Regions from separate parts of the Sus scrofa genome. Here region 1 is linked to region 2. A link is a contact called in public Hi-C data. All regions are on one chromosome and are shown on one strand. The core of a region is the stretch at or near the end of the contact, and the rest is flanking DNA. Distances in the headings are between cores, read along the strand shown.

Region 1 (2,700 bases), core at 54-2,553, 550 kb after region 2:
GCTGGTCTAGGTCCGTTTGACCCCAGGTTCTGTGTTCTCTCCAGGGTACTGCCTCAAAAAAGGCCTCAGGTGCATTCTGGAAAGTATGGCCCCTAAGTCCAAGTTCTTTACACCACCCATATCACCAAGTTCACTAGGTGGTAAGAACACTGTGGGCTGGGGTGCAGCTTCTGCAAATACAGCTTCTGCAAACACAAAGCGGCATGAAAGCACAGGAGGAAATGGGAAACTGTCTAGGTCCCTCAATCATGAAATAACCGTTTTACTGGTATGAGTTTCTTTTTGTCTCATTATTATGCGGCAGTGAGTCATTTAGCGGAGGACCAAAAGGGAAAGTCCTGTCACTTGTCACCTACAAGAAGTGTCCGTGAGAATCGCTTAGGCGGAGAAAGGCACTAAGTGGGGGGTGGGGGTTGAGCTACCAGTTGTCAATCCCCACCCTTAACAGCGCGACGGCCCGCAAGAGAGAAGCGCAGAAGGGGTTAAACCTAGCACGGTGGAGGTGGTGTGGTGGGGATCCAGCCACCGCCCCTTCCCAGCATTACCTCCCATAATGCTTCAGGCCCCCATCCAGTTCCCGCACCTCGCGAGACTCCACCCAGCCCCTTCCCCGAAAGACTGTCTTTCCCCCTTCCTCACCGAGCTCTGCGCGGGGCGGAGGAAAGGAGGGGAGGGCGGAAAAGACGGGCCGCTGGGATCGCCGGGAAGTGTGGTCCGAAGGTTGCAAGCAGCCATATTCTTCCGGAGCGGGAGAGGCCAGACAGGCAGCCTGGACTACGACTCCCAGCCACCTTTTCGGTTTGTTTTTGTTCAAAAAAAAAAAAAAAAAAAAAACCCCACAGTCCCCCTCCTCACTCTTCACACACACTCACACACACCCACAGCAGACACGCATATACCCTGGCGCCGAAGGGAAAGCCGCGTCTCGCCTTCCTGCCCCGCCGCCAGTCTAGTCTTGGCCCCTCAGCAGAGCGGGAAAGCGGAGGCCAGAGCTGTGACCTCTGACCCCATGGTTATGCGGTGCCGCCGCATTCCTTAGCGATCGCGGGGCCACTGCTGCCGCCGCCTCCACCGCCACCGCCGCCGCGGGCGACTGACGCAGCGCGGGCGCGTGGAGCCGCCACCCCTCCCCCACCGCCGTCCTCGCGCCGGGTCTCGCGCCAGCCGGTCCCCAGCGCGCCCGCCCCTTCTCCCCGGCCGCACCCGAGTCCTCGCGCGCCGCCGCCGCCACGCGCCCCCCGCTGCTGCTGCCGCCGCCGCCGCCGCCGCCGCCGCCGCCCCAGCCCCGCGCCGCCGCCGCCGCCCTAGCCCACCCCGCCCGGAGGTCCCGCGTGGAGCCGCCGCCGCCGCCGCCGCCGCCGGGGAGGAGGAGGATGAAGGACAAACAGAAGAGGAAGAAGGAGCGCACGTGGGCCGAGGCCGCGCGCCTGGTGAGGCGGGCGGCAGAGGGGGGCTTGGTGGGGGGGCGTGTGGAGGGTGGGTTGGGCGGGCACCCCCCCACCGGGAGGGGGAGGGGTGAAAGCCCTGCCCACCGCAGGAGGGGGCGGGCCACTCGGGAACGGGACAGTCCCCCCCCAAGGCGTTCGGTGGGGAGAGGTCCCCCGCCGGGTCGGATGTGGCGCCTTTTTCTGCACGCTTCCCCCCCCCCCAAATTCCTGCGGAGGGGCGAGCTGGCTGGCCGGCTCCTCCCTCTCCGGGCGGCGGGGCCTCAGCCACCCCTCCCCCACTATTTGGCAGTATCTCGGGGGTCTGGGGAAGCTTCGTTTGTGCACCCGGGGGAGTTAGGTTTCCGGGAAAGGTCGGAAGCTCCTCCCTCGCTTCCTGGTGGGCAGTGGGGTAGTGCGTTTGACTCCGGGGGTGGGAAAGAGCCCCCAGTTTCAAGGACGCGAGTGGCATTTTGAGATTTCGAAATCTAAACCAGGTGTGTGGAGGGAAACAAATGCTTACTCCCAGCTTGAACCCTGAGCTGTGGTTCTCAAACTTTAGTGTCCTGTGGGGACACCTGGGGAGGTTGTTAATGAATACTCATCTTAGGGTCCTACCTAAGACCTTTTGAGTCTTAGATTCTGAAGTAGAGCCTGAGTATGTTCATTTTAACCAGCTACCCAGGTTGGTTGTAATGCAGGTGGCCCACCGACCACACTTTGAGAACTGCTGACTGGACTTCATAAGTCTGGACATAGGCATTCTGCAGAGAACTAAGTACACTTTGCAAAGAATGTATCTGTGTGTTCTCTATTCCTTGTTGTCCTGGTGCATGTATACATGCAGTGTTGGACAAAGACTAAGTGTCTCTGAAGATACTGCTTACTGAGGACTTAGCAAAGGAGAGAGTAATTTGAGTATTTGGAGCTGTCTGGTGAGGGAGGTTGTGAATTTTCTGTTCTCAGTGTCACAAGACTTGCAAGTGAAATATCTTCCTTTTGGATTTGCACCCACAAAGCTAAGACACTTTGAGACATATTCTTATAAAATCTTGCTGATGACAGTAGTAACAGGTTATACTTGTCTCAGAAATGTCACTTTCTCAGAATTATCACAAAGCAGGGTTATAGTGCAGATGGCACACTTGTCTCTCGACAACTTGTAGTTTATATGCAATTGCTATAATTCACTTTTAATGATGAATGAAGCTCAACTTTCTAATCTTTCATTTTATTGGAGAGTGAGGTTCTTGCCTCAGAGGTGTTGTGCAGAAGA
Region 2 (2,700 bases), core at 31-2,530:
TGGTATGGCAATTTCTATTATGTTTTCAAAATTCAGATGCTCTTTCTCTTCCACATGAATTTTAGAATCAACTTGGCAAATTCCATGACAAAACCTATCAGGATTTTCATTGGAATTGCCTTGAACTTTTTTGGGGGTCGGGGGGTGTGCCCAGGGCATGAGGAAATTCCCAGGCCAGGGATCCACCCCAGACACAGCAATGAGAACGTGGAATCCTTAACCACTAGGCCACCAAGAAACTTTGTGCCTTGAACTTTTAACATGGAAAATTTACAGTATTATATATATCCCCATCTATTAATAAGGTATATACCCTTATTTAATTATTTTTATAGTTACTCAACGAAGTTTTCCCTTTAGAAAAATCTACTGTGAAGATCTTAGGTATATTTTTCAAAACTTTGTAGCCTTTCTTGTTATATGTGTTTATTTTGGCCTCCCACGCGGCAAATGGAGTTGCCTGGCCAGGAATAAGATCCTAGCCAAAGCAGCACTTGCGGCAAAATCACAATTCCTGACCCTGAACCCACTGTGCCCAACCGGGGATCCAATATCAGTCCCAGCGCTCTCAAGAGACCAATGATCCCACTGCACTACAGAGGAAACTGCTTTTGTTATTACGAACGTTCATCTTCTTGTTCTGTCCTTGCTATTATCCTCTAATTGACTACTGATGATGTATAGGACCAGACATTCTTAATTCAAATCCCATCTCCTCCACTTAAAAAATATGACTTTTGATGTTTATTCAACTTCTCTGGGCCTTTGTTTTCTCTTCTACAATACGACAGTAAAAAAGCTAAGGATGTAGATGGAATTAAAAGGGGAGGACCAAGCACCGCCAAATCACCGCTTTAGCCAGTAATATCAGGGCGTGGACTGGATAAAGAGTTCGAGAGACTCCACACTTGGCAGAGACTCCGGGGGCGAGTCTATATTGCATGCAGAGGACTCGATGTTAAAACGAAGTGAATTCTCGTGAATATTCAAAGCACTATGCATAACTACAGGGAGAATAATAAAAAAAAATGAGAAATTCTCTTCCGTGAATGTTTTGGGGAGGTCCAGGACGCACGCCGTTCTGTTACCTAAATTCGACCTCCACCTCTTCAGTTGGTAGTACCATCTTTCCCAAAGAGTTTGGAGCGAAGCATTCTGGGCTTTGTAGTAATTTCTTCTTTGGAATTATCCCTACCGACTCAGGCTCTTGTACTACATTTCCCAGAAGCCTCTGGGGCCGGTTGTTTGCTCGTCCCTCAGGCTGACTTCCGGCGCCGCTGAGATCTCTCGGGCCAATCGGGAGGCTGGGCTAGCCGGATCCTGGCTCTCTGATTGGTGCGTTTGACTGGAGAGTCTGGGTTCAAATTTTCAACGGTACTGAATGAATCCCGCGGCGGGTTTTCTGGGCGGTCGGTTGTCAGCGCCGAGGTGAGGTGAGCCGTGGGGAGAAAAGGGGAGCACCCAGGGCTCAGGGCAGGCTTCTCCCTGATTTCGAGCTTCTGGAGGTCGCCTCCCAGCGCTGCCTTGAGGGCCTGGCTTCTGGGAAAGTGTGCTGCAGGGGCGCCGTTCTGTCCTGCGTAGCGGGAGCCGGGCTTCCGGCCACCCTTCTCTTGGTAATAGGATTTCCCCGTGAAGTCCGTCCGGATCGGGTCTAGCGAGCTGTGTCTTCAGGTAGAGGCAGAGGCCGGCTTGGGAAATAGGTGGAAGGAGGAGTTGGGGGAGACTATGGGCTAAGGATAACGGTAACGACAATTATATTACCCAGCACACATGAAACAGGCGTTTATTGGACTAAGCACTGTTTTCTCATTTAATTTTCACCCAAAGCCGGTGAAGTTAGTGCTATTCTTATCCTTCTTTTATAGGGAGTAAACTGAGGCCTGTAATCTAGAAACATTTTGAGAAAAGGGTGATAAACTGTAGCCCCGCCCTCAAGAAGGCATTTAGCGGAGGAAAACAGCCACAGACAACTGCATTTCAGAACAACTGTGTAAGTTGGAAAGGTAAATGAGGTGGTGTGAGAACATAATTGAGGGCAAGTTTAATTCCACTTGGAGTTGTCTTTCTGTTGGGGGATTTAAAATTCATTGTTTTATCCCTGTCTGCCCAGCCCTTCCTCTTTGTGTGGAACCACTAGTTACTATTGCCTTTCTAATTTCCTATCCTAAAACATGTAGAGATTGAAGAGGGAAGGAAAAGTGAACCAGGCTATAATATTGTGGGATTGTTTTTTTTCTCCTGTTCTCTTTTTTTCCTTTTGTTCGCCCCCGGCAGCATATGTGCCACAGTTGGAACCCTTCCCTGGTTTCTAGATACATGGTTTCTTTTCTCACGACTTTCTAATATTCAAGTACCAAGCATTTCCTGCCAATCAGTCCTGCTTGGGACAAGACAGCATCTGAGTGCTCTACTGATTTCGCTTTATTTATTTATTTATTTTTTAAACTTATTATTATTTTGTCTTTTTAGGGCCAAACGAGGGGCATATGGAAGTTCCCAGGCTAGGGGGTCAAATAGGAGCTGTAAGCTCCTGGCCTATGCCGCAGTTCATGGCAATGCTGTATCCTTACTCACTGAGCAAGGCCAGGAATCAAACCCATACCCTCATGGATACTACTTGGGTTTGTTACTCCTGGGCCATAACAGGAACTCTCTGATTTTGCTTTAAGATCATTGCTTGGATTTCTCCCTGGTTCAGCC

The links. Hi-C and Micro-C count contacts between places; a contact is called where the count stands out from the background.
Region 1: a Hi-C map of liver shows a contact between it and region 2, with 6 times the contacts expected there. The contact joins the promoter of ASXL1 here to the promoter of TPX2 in region 2. A contact is called at or near these places in 1 of 5 promoter capture datasets (liver) and 3 of 47 Hi-C or Micro-C datasets (heart right ventricle, liver and skeletal muscle).

What each region holds. Positions count from the first base shown.
Region 1 is chr17:35,984,675-35,987,374 of Sscrofa11.1, forward strand. It overlaps ASXL1 (putative Polycomb group protein ASXL1), which reads left to right and starts at 1,304. Exons shown (of 12, transcript XM_021077427.1): 1 at 1,304-1,430. The coding sequence starts at 1,374.
Region 2 is chr17:35,429,991-35,432,690 of Sscrofa11.1, forward strand. TPX2 (targeting protein for Xklp2) reads left to right here and starts at 1,281. Exons shown (of 19, transcript XM_021078098.1): 1 at 1,281-1,433; 2 at 1,866-2,003.